Regions from separate parts of the Zea mays genome. Here all the other regions are linked to region 2. The links are chromatin contacts, called in public Hi-C maps. All regions are on one chromosome and are shown on one strand. The core of a region is the stretch at or near the end of the contact, and the rest is flanking DNA. Distances in the headings are between cores, read along the strand shown.

Evidence for each region. Hi-C and Micro-C count contacts between places; a contact is called where the count stands out from the background.
Region 1: a Hi-C map of tassel shows a contact between it and region 2, with 3 times the contacts expected there. The contact joins the promoter of LOC103635286 here to the promoter of LOC103635290 in region 2. A contact is called at or near these places in 2 of 25 Hi-C or Micro-C datasets (ear and tassel).
Region 3: a contact with region 2 is called in a Hi-C map of tassel, with 4 times the contacts expected there. The contact joins the promoter of LOC541903 here to the promoter of LOC103635290 in region 2. A contact is called at or near these places in 6 of 25 Hi-C or Micro-C datasets (bundle sheath, ear, leaf and 2 more).

The regions. Positions count from the first base shown.
Region 1 is chr8:65,067,793-65,072,323 of Zm-B73-REFERENCE-NAM-5.0, forward strand. It overlaps LOC103635286 (ABC transporter B family member 11), which reads left to right and starts at 1,536. Exons shown (of 12, transcript XM_020542518.3): 1 at 1,536-1,864; 2 at 2,116-2,170; 3 at 2,650-2,825; 4 at 3,109-3,330; 5 at 3,407-3,645; 6 at 3,836-4,358; 7 at 4,445-4,531. The coding sequence starts at 1,589. It overlaps LOC100193360, which reads right to left. Exons shown (of 4, transcript NM_001363338.1): 3 at 2,647-2,866; 4 at 1,289-1,903. The coding sequence starts at 2,658. The coding sequence ends at 1,502.
Region 2 is chr8:64,788,540-64,792,978 of Zm-B73-REFERENCE-NAM-5.0, forward strand. It overlaps LOC103635290 (phosphatidylinositol/phosphatidylcholine transfer protein SFH6), which reads left to right and starts at 1,303. Exons shown (of 14, transcript XM_020542484.2): 1 at 1,303-1,488; 2 at 1,581-1,669; 3 at 2,624-2,915; 4 at 3,150-3,246; 5 at 3,711-3,788; 6 at 4,012-4,113; 7 at 4,209-4,258; 8 at 4,335-4,428. The coding sequence starts at 1,636. It overlaps LOC103636978 (protein TIFY 11b), which reads right to left and starts at 34. Exons shown (of 3, transcript XM_020542998.1): 1 at 1-34. The coding sequence starts at 34.
Region 3 is chr8:64,327,604-64,332,145 of Zm-B73-REFERENCE-NAM-5.0, forward strand. LOC541903 (farnesyl pyrophosphate synthase 1) reads right to left here and starts at 3,035. Exons shown (of 12, transcript NM_001111569.1): 1 at 2,779-3,035; 2 at 2,150-2,174; 3 at 1,949-2,064; 4 at 1,771-1,857; 5 at 1,532-1,648; 6 at 1,357-1,445; 7 at 1,107-1,158; 8 at 907-1,002; 9 at 799-843; 10 at 605-694; 11 at 457-528. The coding sequence starts at 2,913.

The DNA.
Region 1 (4,531 bases), core at 286-2,785, 280 kb after region 2:
TACTTTTTTTTTTCCTTTCTAGGGTTTTTTCACGAGGAGTGAGTTTTTACCTAGAAAGGTTTTAATGAGGCAGCCAAAACAGCTCCAATCCTTTATATTACTTATCTTTATATTTCTGATTTGTGCATGTGCAAGTGAATCTGTATACTTAACTTTATACATATTTATGTATACTTGCCATAAACTGTGTGATTTATGTTCATGTGCAAATGTAAACTGTGTGAATTTACAAATGTGTACTTGCCATGCTCGGGCTGGCACAGGCTCCTTCATGGGCCATGCTTTCCGGGCCAGCCCGGCACGGATGGGCTGATTCAGTGCCGTGCTCGGCTGGTATAGTCAGCCCGTCGGGTGGCACGACCCAGCCCGGTTATCTGTTCGGGCTTATTCGTGCCGGACTTAAACGGGCATGGCTGTAACGGGCTCGGGCTGGGCCGTGCCGCCGGTTTGGACATCTATAGGCTGATGATTATTTGATGCCAACGAACCCAAGGGCGCAAGCATCCATCGCATGGTTTTCTTTTTTCAACTACGTACGCACAACAGCGCATATATTGAGAATAGAGAGAGATGTATAATGCATGTATTGACAAGTGATAATATCAAGTATCTTTAGCAAAGAAAAATTAATTTGAATCCTAGGTAGGCAAATAGCGACGTGGCGGCCATTGTCAGCAGGACGTTGCTCGTGAGGTGGACAGTTGGTTGATGCTCATGGCGCCTCAACCAGGATCCAGCAGTCAAGCGGTCTTGCCATTTTGCACTTGGCTCGTCCTGCAGGCTGCAAGGTCGCAGTCATGGCAACGAGCTTGAGGTTTTGAACTTAAATGCGACAAAGTTTCATGTTAAGCACTGTGCATGTGATATACATAGCAGCGAATATCATCCTGCGCACCTGGGATGGTAGAGACATGGCAGTTGTTGTGGTGCTGCCTGCTGTAAGCTGTGGCTCCTCAGACCAAGAACCCCAAACACTTGTAAACGCCTATGCATTCGTTTAAACAGAGTCGAGGCCGGCAATTCGGCTGCAGCTAGCGGTTTCCTTGTAAAACAGACAGCTAGCAGAGCTGCACGACCCGGTCGTGTCGTCCGACTCATCCGAGCAAACTCAGACAAATGTCCTAGCCATCTTATGATCGATGCAAACACCTGCTAAATTACCAGGAGTGACAGCTTGAGCTACGTCCAGGAAATAAGGTTCCAAACGGACGTTGCTTTCTGTGTGAGACAGATCGTCGCATCAAACATAACTAATCTAACAGATTTGACTCGAATGCCGACTGAAGCTAAGGATAACAGATCACGACATTATTAATTTTAAAAAAAATGCTTGCAAGCAACTACGGTACAACGGGATACTCCACAGTGAACCCAGCACCTCTGTCAGTCAGTTTGGACGCTTGTCTGTGCCATTATCGTTCTTGCAAATCCAGCTAACATAAAGAAAAAGCGAGAAAACAGGCAAACAGCTCCTGCAAAGCAAGTTGCTTGTAGAACGGCACTACAAAAGGAACTCTCCATAGAGCAGAGCAGCCGGAGCCATATGCAGCAGGGAGAACCCAGCCGGTGCTAGGCAGCCAAGCACGACATGGCAGAAGAAAGCGTCGTAAAAGCTTCCGCTGGCGATGCAGTGAAGGGTGGGAAAGTGGAGGAGAGTGGCGAGAAGATGGTGACAATGGCTAAGGTTCCGTTCCACAGCATGTTTAAGTGTGCCGACAGAACGGACGTTCTGCTGATGCTGGCCGGCATGGTTGGGGCGCTGGGCAACGGCATGTCGATGGTGGTCATGACGATCATCTTCGGGCAGATGGTCGATGCCTTTGGGGGCGCCACCCCGGACACCATTGTTCCCCGAGTCAGCAAGGTACTGCCCCCTATGCAAGCTATATATAGTCTGCAAGTCCTGTTATATAGAGGATTAGCCATTGATTGCTTATAAAACAGACGACAAATTTGTCCTCAGTTTGTAATATGTACTAATGGTAATTGTTTTCACAAAAAAAAAGAGAGATCCAAGTAATGATACTGCAGTAAGTTATACAGAAGAAGAATTGTTTGTTATCTTCCTGGCTAGTTATTGGATGCGCTAGTGATATAGCTAGCCTTTTCTTTCAGGCAGCTCTGAACTTCATTTACTTGGCCATCGGAACAGGGTTCACTTCTTTCATTCGTAAGTATAACGGTCATGCACATCTTTAAGTGGATAAATGGTTGTCAGTCTCCAGAAGATGACTTGCTAAAAGCTGAAAAGGATAATTCTCTCCCGACCAATAAGTGTGAACATCTCCTATTTGGCCATCCATAAGGCTATCTCCAGCAGGCAGCAGCTCTCCTATCTCATTCACTATTTCACCTCTCATTTCAAATTTCACTCTATAAACAGTGCTATCTACTAGGTGTTTTGTACAACCTATGCATGATCTGCTAGACACAGCCTAACATATATATAATATGGGCAACTTTTGAACTTGGAATCATTTCTGAGTAATATTTTTGTGATAGTACAACACCTATTAATAGAAATCTGAGTATCAGATCGCCAGGTAGTACTTTTGTGGGTCATTAAGAATCGGGATACCACTGATCATTCTTAGTATCTTAAATAACGCTCAAATGCAAATACACGACCATAACACCAATGCTTACCAGAGATATCATGTTGGACAATGACTGGGGAGAGGCAGGCTACTCGTATTCGATCATTGTATCTCAAGTCGGTCCTCAGACAGGATATGCCATTCTTTGATGTAGAAATGACTACTGGACAAGTAGTCTCCAGCATATCTGCCGACATGACCCTAATCCAGGGTGCTATTGGTGAAAAGGTAAGCACATGAACCTTGCATCTTCTTCAATGATTTTATATCTGATACAAAAGAACAAATAAACTGATCAGCTGCTACCCCAGTGGCGCTCCAACTAACCTTCATATAGAAAAAGGTTGTTTTGTTTGTTTCATTTTCTTCCTATTTTCTGATGGGACCATATCACAGAACCAAATAATTTTAGTAAAAAGTAAAACTCTGATGTAATTGAGCATGCACTTTGCAGTAGGTTGCATTCTAATTTAGTTTTTTACACTCACATTCTCGATTCTTTGGTCTTTAGGTCGGCAAGTTTGTACAGCTTATTACAACTTTCTTCGGTGGGTTTGTGCTGGCGTTCATCAAAGGGTGGCTTCTAACTCTTGTTATGCTTTCTACTATACCTCCATTTGTTGTTGCTGCTGGGATTGTCGCAAAGATGATATCCAAAATATCTAGCGAGGGTCTGGCGTCATACAGTGATGCAGGTGATACTGTTGAACAAACAATTGGCTCCATAAGGACGGTAGGCCCTATGCTATCTTGATCATGCACAACAGATAATAAGTTTGTGACTGACTTGTAATCATAGTAAATAACAGGTGGCTTCCTTCAACGGTGAAAAGAAAGCCATTGCCCTGTACAACAATTTCATAAAGAAGGCATACAATGGCGCAGTCAAGGAAGGGATCGTCCAAGGCTTTGGAATGGGTTTACTTTCATTTATATATTTTTCCGCCTTTGGACTGATTATATGGTATGGCAGCAAGTTAAGCCTCACTAAAGGATACAGCGGAGCAGATATCCTAAATGTAATGTTTGCAATCATGATAGGTGCAAGGTGAGCACTGATGCTGAAAATGTCATTCTAATAGTTATAATTCAACAAATAGCATGCCTTGTTCTAGCATTTTACCCGTAAGAAGCTTATAGTAGTGGTATCTGCTTTGGATCATATTCTAGTACTTCAGCACAACAAAATAGATCACATCTGTCTGCTAATATGAAATTCTTTTAACTGTTTGAGATAGAAATTTAGGTGATGCAACCCCCTGCATAGCTTCCTTTGAGGAAGGAAGAGTTGCAGCTTACAGATTGTTCAAAACAATCAAGAGGAGACCAGAAATTGACTATGGGGATAACACTGGCATTGTGTTAGAAGACATCAAGGGTGAAGTAGAATTGAAGGATGTGTTCTTCAGCTACCCAAGCAGACCAGATCAACTCATATTTGATAGATTTTCAGTGCATGTATCAAGTGGCACAACAATGGCTATAGTTGGGGAGAGTGGGAGTGGGAAGTCAACTGTGATCAATCTGGTTGAGAGATTTTATGATCCACAGGCTGGAGAAGTTTTAATTGATGGGATGAACATCAAAGGTTTCAAGCTAGAATGGATAAGGGGCAAGATTGGCCTTGTTAATCAGGAACCAGTGCTCTTCATGACGTCCATCAGGGAGAATATTACCTACGGAAAAGAGGATGCAACCCTTGAAGAAATCAAGAAAGCAGCTGAGCTCGCAAATGCAGGATTCATTGAGAACTTGCCTAATGTACTTACATGAACATGATCCACACAATAATAAGCCACGGTCATGTACAAAACTATAAGACTGATCATGTATTTATATGATTTCAGGGTTATGATACAACAGTTGGACAACGGGGTGCTCAGCTTTCTGGGGGACAGAAGCAGAGGATTGCGATCGCGAGGGCCATCCTTAAA
Region 2 (4,439 bases), core at 53-2,552:
GGCGCGCGGCGGCGGGGGGCAGGAAGACGCGCATACAGGAGGCCGAGACGTGCTCGAGATGTTATTGCAGGTGGGTGCATTCAATATAGAGAATGCACCCAGGTGCATTTTAGTGCCGCCGTATATATATATATATATATATATATATATATATATATATATATATATATATATATATATATATATATATATATATATATATATATATATATATATATATATATATATATATATATATATATATAGGCGCATGCTCTCTTTAATCCTTTCGTCCTTCAGGTTTTCATCAGATCACGCTACGAACCTGTTTGATTCGCCAACAGCCCCGTTCCCGTGTGATGCGATGACAGCCAAAGCCGCTTTAATTAGCATGGCTCACGGGTGTTTTGCAATCAGTGTAACAACTAAAGATATTCAGGCAGAGGTAGCGTAGCTAGCGGATCGGATGCGTAGACATGGACAGAAAGTTCCCTCGGTGCCGACCCCATCGATGTGCCAATTTGTTTGGCCACTGTTTCTGATTGATGCCATGAATGCCAGCAGAAAAAAACACAGGACAGTGAAGAGAGAGCACAATGGCACTTGGCGGGCTACTGCACTGTGCTACTGGCAGTTACTGACTGCGTACTACTGCTGATACTATGCATCCCAGCACGAAATTTACTGCTATTGTTTAACCGTAGTTCCATTAGAGTTTCAAATATGTATCGGTTTGCTGCATCTTTAATCCGTTTACGGCTGCGGCTGCGAATACTACAATAGTTACATACATTTAATGTGCCGGGCTGAGATATTAGCGTTGTTTTTCTTGGTCTGGTCAGGAACAGGCTACTCCACCATTATATAAAGACATACTGTAACATAGAGTATGTCCGAAAAGGTTTCTTGTTCTTGTAGCCACGAAATCCAGACCAGATTATTTGTCTAGTCACTTCCTCTTTGGTAAACTAAAAACATGGCATGCAGCAGCCGCAACTGATCAAGAGAGACGGCAAAAGGTTTCCATTCCCTAAAAATAATCACGGAACCACCAGCGGAGCTCAGAGTGCCGAGAGAGGAGTTTGTCCAACTCCTCCAACCAAACGAAACCATTAATCTCCAGTCCGACCTGGCCAACCCCTCCTCCACGCGTCACATCACCGGCACACTCTCCTTGAACGCGGTCTACGGTTCACGGCCACTGTTCCGTGGTCCCCACAGAAATCGTGCCAGGCCCAGGGCACGCGCCTCCGAATCCAAATGTAAACGAGCCTACCAGACACACCGAATAAGGTCCATGGGCACAGCTCAACCGTTCGGCTGGTCCGGGTGCATGAGCCGGGTCCACTCGGGAAGTGACCGGGACCTCGCAGCATCTCCCTCGCCCCACCCCAACCTCCACCTCCACCGCCACCCATTGAAAAGCAGAGCGGCAGACTGGCAGAGGCAGGCGCTCTCGGCTCTCCTCGTGGACAAAACCACCGGCTCCCGATATCCAAATTGGAACAGGTAAGAAGAAAGGGGCTGTTAAAAATTTCGACTTCTGGTGCACCGTTCACGGTTCATCAATCAGTGTTTTTCTCCCGAATGGCCGGTTGCAGGGGATTCTGAACTTGGGGTTTGTTCCGGGGACCGATTCTGGCATCGGCAGACGGGATGTCAGCCCCCCTCGACCGACTTGCTAGGCCATGTGAGTATGAAGTGCTTCTTCCCGTTGGGACGCAACCAATCGATTCCCGACGAATTAGCGCGTGCTATTGGTTCATCTTGTTCTTCCTTGTTTCTTTCAAATTGAGGGAGTTCTGTTTGGGTAATAGTGTTCCTGCATGGTTATAGCCTTATAGGTTCGGGGGCTAGGAAAAAAAATCCAACGTACTTTGTTTTTGAAAAAAAAATCTTAATACAGAAGTAGATTGTTTACCAACTGCCTAAGCTGTGCCTGTTCCCCATCTACAACAGTGTCTTAAATCAGTGCTCTATCTTGAAATATAGAGCTCAACTCATAAAAACAGTGCTTTGTTTTATAAATTTTTATCAAACAAATATAGGGCACACCATAAAGTGATCCAAATATATTACAACCCGGTTAGTGCTCTATACTTATTTTCTACATCATTCTCGACATTTTCGTTCATAATAATGTAATATACTTCCTAAAATACATGATTTAGGGTCTAAATGTTGGAGCTCAATTTATTTTTAGTGGCCTAAACACTTTAAATAATGTAGTGTTTAAATTTTTGGGCATTATTTTGAGACACCTTGTTGGAGAATGGAGATGCTCTTTAGAGGGCTTAAACCTTATGCTTGAAGCTGAGTTAATGCAGATAATCGACATATAGCAATGTTGTAACATGTGCAAATTAACAAGTTCATAAATCATTCAACCACTCAATGCCTCAACTATTATTAGTTTATTACCATGTACTCTTTGTGTCTATGAAGGTCTGTTCATACCGATATTAACATCTCTCAGAGCGCCTCTGGTTTAGCATTCATCTAATAGACAGGTTGCAGTTCTAGCTTCTCATTGTAAAGCACAATTTTCTGTCTAGTCTAACCCACCTAAGAGTAACTGCTGCTACGGAACAAAAATAGCTCTTTGCTTGGATTTTGAGATGGAAAACTGAGACAGCCTTTGCAGGTTTTGAAGGGTTTGTACATAACGATGAAAGGAAAGAGAGCAGATCTGATGCAGACAACTCAGAAGGAGATAAGAAGACTAAGATCGGATCTTTCAAGAAAAAAGCAATTAACGCGGGGAACAAATTCAGGCATTCCCTGAGAAGGAGAAGCAAAAAGAAGACCGAAAGGGGGGATTCCATCAAGGATATAAGGGACATTAAAGAACTTCAAGATGTTGAGACATTTCGACAATGCTTAATTGACGAGGATTTGCTGCCGCCACAGCATGACGATTATCACATGATGTTAAGGTACAACATTTCGTGTTCACAGTTTTTTTTCTTTTCTTTTGAATAACCTTCAAAAGACAGGAAGTTTCTTGTTCGCAAGGTTTTGATTTCTATTTATGCTGCATATATTCTTCCATTTTCATACCTTTCTAATAGCCACACACAAAACTTTGTACATGTGCTTGAGAGGCCATGATTGGAAGAAAGTGGTCGCCATCCTAGTTGACTGGGCTGGGATTCTCATTTGCATTGCAGATTCCTAAAAGCACGGAAATTTGATGTTGAGAAAGCTAAGAATATGTGGTCAGACATGCTTAAATGGAGGAAGGAATTCGGGGTTGACAAAATAGAGGTAAAGCTGAAGTTAAATTAGCATACCATAATATTTCATAGTTATCAATCTTTCTCAGAGTAACCTCTATATTTTAACCCTTCTTGGTTCTATAACTCAGGAATTTGAGTACGCCGAGTTAGATGAAGTTAAAAAGTATTACCCACAATTTTATCATGGGGTAGATAAAGAGGGAAGACCTGTCTACATAGAATTAATAGGGAAAGTTGATGCGAACAAGCTAGTACAAGTGACAACTCTAGATCGGTATGTGAAATACCATGTCAAGGAATTTGAGAGGTGCTTCCAGATGAGATTTCCTGCTTGCTCCATTGCTGCAAAAAAGCACATAGATTCGTCGACTTCTATTTTTGATGTGCAAGGCGTGGTATGCTGCATTATATGATAGCTAAATATTGTTGTTTACATATAAATCCACATTACTAAGAATTAATGCTTTGTTCTTTATTTCTTTGTAAATTAAGGGTTTCAAGAACTTCTCAAAATCTGCCAGGGAATTAATCACACGATTACAGAAGATCGACAACGATAACTACCCAGAGGTTGGTAACACTGTCAAGGATCCTGAATGACAAGTTTTGTTCCAACATCTTGATTGTTTTCAAATAATATTTCCATTAATAGATTAAAAAAATCAAAAAGAAGAAATATACTTCCTTCTTGGCACTATGTTTATCTTGGCCTAACTTTACAATCCCTAATGTATTCTGGATGTGTTTTTTGAGGGGGCATCACACTCATTTCCCATTTTGGATGCTGTTACAGACATTGTGCCAGATGTATATAATTAATGCGGGCCAAGGCTTCAAGATGTTATGGAGCACAATAAAATCATTCCTTGATCCAAAAACTGCTTCCAAGATTCATGTATGTAGTGCTTTGTTAAGCATTTGCATCTTTCTTTAGTAATATGATATCCAGATAGTAGTCAGTTAGTGATCCTTTCTCATTTTCTTTTGAAGGTTCTTGGGAATAAGTATCAACATAAGTTGCTCGAAATAATTGACGAGTGGTTAGTATTTTGTTTCTTGGTCGTACATTTATGTTGTTTACTTCCATTCTAATTTCTGCTTAATGCATTAATGCAGTGAATTGCCAGAATTTCTTGGTGGCAAATGCAAGTGTATTGAAGGTTGCGAAAGATCTGACAAAGGTCCTTGGAAGGATCCCAACATAATAAAGGTAAAAATATC
Region 3 (4,542 bases), core at 1,785-4,284, 460 kb before region 2:
TGTCTGTGTATATGTGTGGGGTGGGGGTGGGGTGGGGGGGGGGGGGTCAGTTTGGTTTGAGAACAAGGTGGTCCATCACCAGATCACGTTGCCATTCCTCACCTGGATGGGATGAGCTGACATATCACCACCTCATTTCTCACAGACTAATAATCTCTCTGTTCTTTGTTATTTGTCACGTTTTAGCTTAAAAATGAACTAGCGGACGACAAATATTCGAGAACGGAGGTAGTACTTAGTACAAGCATGAGGGATGGACTCATGTTAAACCGCCTCATCTAGGATGGGATGGCTCCTCAAACCAGACACCCTGTTACTTTTGCTATTGGCAAAATGGGCGTCACAATGATCTTTATTTAGTATTTACTGCATTATGTTTATAGTGGGTTTACATGAGCAAGTGATTACGATCTACAGATAAACAGAAAGCTTCATCCAGGGTAGAGAGAGACAGACCTCTAGGTCAAGTTCTTTGTAGAGGTTCTTCACTTTTGCCACACAGGCTGGATCTTTCTTGCCATAATTTTCCTGCAGAGCCATCAATTGTATAAACCTTTAGACAACAAACTTCTAATCGTTTCAAAGAGGTCTGCAGCCGACTTACAAATAGAATGCGCTTTTGGCTCTCATCAGCACGCTCAAGGGCTTGCACAACTAGCCATGAGCACTTGTAATCTTCAATGTCCGTTCCAATCTATATTAGAAATTAACATTGATCAAATCACAATAGCTAAGAGAAAAAAAATAAGTACGCCAAAGATGCTAGTTCAAGTTACTGAAATAGATAAATGCACCAACCTTGCCGATAAATTCAGGATCACCATAACAATCCAGATAGTCATCCTGATAGAGAACAATCATATTAAAACTAAGTAGACTAATGCTTGTGAGCAAAATAGGTGTTACCTGGACTTGAAAGTATGTTCCCATTTCAACAAGGATGTTCTCTACATCACCATAATTGTCCAAATTCTCGCCAGAGAGCAGCAGGGCACATGCAACCTTTGATAAAGCAGCATGTCAGTAACACATTCAAGTGGTATTCATAATCTAGATGGGGGTCAGATGAAAATAGTATGTGCAAAAGTTTAAAAAAGGTTAATTACCGGCAGATAAAATGAATAATAGGCTGTCTTGTATTGAACAATTCGACCGTGACTGCAAAATCAGTTGCAGGAAACCATCAGTAAATAAAAGGCACGTCCTGAATCAGAATTACCATAGCAATGCTATTATATAAAGAACATTTCTCTAAAGCTAAAACTGATAACGTGAGAGGAACACTTTAGTTTTCACATGGTAAAACATACGGAATAAAAAAGAATGTTTTGCCAGAGTCATTACATATTAACTTACACTGTTATGTTATACTTTGTTAGATCTTTTTCTCCCTCATGGGTAGTGATAAGGTCCAGCAGCTGACCTGAAGCTGTCTTGAACTCAACCTAGGAAAACAAAACGACATAATCAGGACCAGTAATAGCCTGAAAGCTTGAGCTAAACATTGATGTGCTTCAGAATATATAGTTACCTCATTGAACAAATCAAGGAGATCAGCATAGTAAGGTTTGCCCTTAAAGTGGCGCCGAAGGATCCGTGAGATATGGTTGCGAAGGATGATCCCGTCATTCGCAGCAATTAAGCCAACCTATTTCAAACGAAATCCACCCTTAGCTATCACTTGAAAAAGAGAATTCGAAATTTCTCTGCACCGAAGTAACTACACAGGGGAAAAAACAGAGAAATGCTTTGGTATTCAGTAAGACTAACCTGAGGCACCCTGAACCAGCAAGGCTGGCCGCGACGAGTGTGAGAGTCATCCATGATATCATCAAGCACAAGAAAGAAAGCCTGAAGCTGAAATACGACGAGCGAACTTAGATGAGCCACTCTCAGTTCCTTGACTGGCATTTTTCCTGGCAACAGTGGGGGACAAAAAAAAAAATACCCATTCAATGCACCAGCCGAGGGTGCAAGCAAGGAACGTTTCCTCCTCGCCCAGAGCATCAGCGCCCTTGAGCAGCTTGTAGCTGTCGACCACAGAGAGCCCACGGTTACACTTGCCTGTCATTGGACAGCAGTTATGCATCAGAAGTGTTTTTCTTCGTATAATGTAAAAGTAAGTAGTAATTCGGAATCATCTCCTCACCTCCGAGTACATTGTAGTCAACCATCTGTTTGAAGGGAGGGAGATAGAGAAATTTCATATATCAGCATTGCACGTGAAAAGCACTAGCTGACAGAAGAAAGAGTAAAGAGCCTGCTAAAACTCACAAGATCCACTTAATTAAGTGCCTATATTGTCATTAAATCACCTGTACCGTGGTTTGGGTTTAACTGCAGAGCCTACATAATCATAAGCTCTGCTCTGTTTTGGCAGCAGTTGGATTTCCGAAAGCAGAGCCCGTCAACCCAAGTACCCAACCCAAGTGGAAGTTCCAGTTCCACTCAGTGCCCACGTAAACGTACTAGTACAGCAGTAACAAGCTGCTCCCATGGGACATTAATTCACCCATGATCCAGCGCTTTCTTCATTTATTCTATATGCCCACGCGCACGCGGTAAGCAAAAGTAATTTCTGTTCAACGAGAACCCGGCGCCGGACAAACATGAGAGAGGCTAGCCCACCGATCCGGGCTGGGCCACGGTGACGGACGGCACAGGGAGCCCCCGCACCGCACGGCGCACGCCACAAGGATCAAGCCAGGAAACAGGAACAGAAAAAGGAAGGAAGGACGGCACAGCGACAGCGAGAGAGAGAGAGAGAGGGATCGTTACGCGGTCGATCCACTGGCGTGACTCCTCGGTGAACTCGAAGGCCGGGTCGGTGAGCAGCTCCTCCTTGAGCGTCTTGTAGATCCGCGCGAAGGCCGCCCTGGTGTCCCCGCCGGCGCCATTCCCGCCCGCCGCCATTGCCTCCTCGCCCTGCGGCGACGCGGACGGGGCCGAGAGCGGTCGAGGGAGTGTGAGTGTGTGACTGGCTGTCGCCGCACTCGCGCTGCGCAGTGGCGGGGAAGGAAGGAAGGAGGGAGGGAGACAGCAGGGTGGGGGAACCAAGGCAACGTGGGACGCGGCCTTTTCTAGGGACGGCCGGACGGGACGGCCACGGCAACGGGCAAAGCTGGAGCGGGTTGGCAGCGGCTCGCACGGGCACGGCACGAAGCTGACGAGACGGAGGGAGACGGGACAGCGCACGAAACAGAGCCGCCGTTTGGATCCAGATCTGGTGGTGCTGCTGCGACCTGGGGCCCACTTCAGGTTATCCGTTTGTTTATAGTTTCCGGCACGCGGGTGGGTTTGGTGGGCTGATTCGCTGCTATAGCCTATTAGAGCAACTCCAGTAGTTCTCTAAAAAATAGCTTGCTAAAATCATGTTTAGCAAGTTGCTAAATAGCTATTGGAAGTAAAAAATAACTTAGTCTCCAATAGTTGCTCATATTTAGGAAGTAGTTCGATTTTGAATCTAGCTTTAGCGGCCCTACCTCTATGAGATCTGCCTGATAATAAGGTTGAGAGCAGATGATGTGAGAGCGGAAGAAAAAAGGCCGGTCGATATGAACTATGGATGAGTGGTGGTCCGGTGGCTCAACCTATGAGGAAGTTGGGTTCGACGGTGAAGGAGAAACTTGCGTCATACGTGTTTGACCTAGCTACCTCATTATGCTAGAAAATGAAAAAAGAGCGTGCTATACCTGGCTATCTCACTGTGTGGGAAAGGGAAAAATAATCACGTTAGTGTGAAGAAATTGACGTCAACTGTATTTAGGGAGTTCCTACCGAGTTGCTAAATGTGGAGAGTAAATAGAGTTGAATAGCAACTAAGTAAATTTAGCAAGTCTATTTAGAGAACCATTGGAGAAGCATTTTTCTGTTTACTTCTTAAATTTAAGATTTAGAGAGTTGTTTAGAGAACTATTGGAGTTGCTCTTACTAGTCTATAGCGCCGCTTCTCCAGTCTGAATGGCAATTGGCAATAAGCTGGAGCGCTGGATCGTCACGTGATTAGGTATCAAAGGATCGGATTGATGCGGTTGTGATGGAGCTTTACTTGCTCTGTCATGTGGTGGCATCGTTGGTACAAAAGACAAGTGCTATTTTTTACTTGCCATCCTTGATGGATGCATGACGAAAACTAAACGCATGCAACCGTGTTTATCCCATTACTCGGCGCAATAAATCCAACAAATATTATGTTAATAGTACTAACCTGGGTGTACCGTGTTTACGTAGCCGTGGCTCAACACGTAAAACAGAAAGTCATGAGCAAGAGAATCAATGAAATTATAGTTTGCTATTTTTACTGAGTCCAACTCCACGACGAAAGCACGTCGTAATTTTTTTTAAAATTTTGTTTTTGTTATACTGATTACTTCACTTACTTTGCAATCTACTAAAAAACATTAGATCAACATCTACACAGAGTCGTGAGCATATGATAGTTGGTTGGAATTGCATTTTATTGTTCTCGTTGAGTCTAACTTCGTTGGTAAGAAAGCGAACTAAAAGTTGAAGCGTTTTTTAATTGATATTCGATGATTTCAC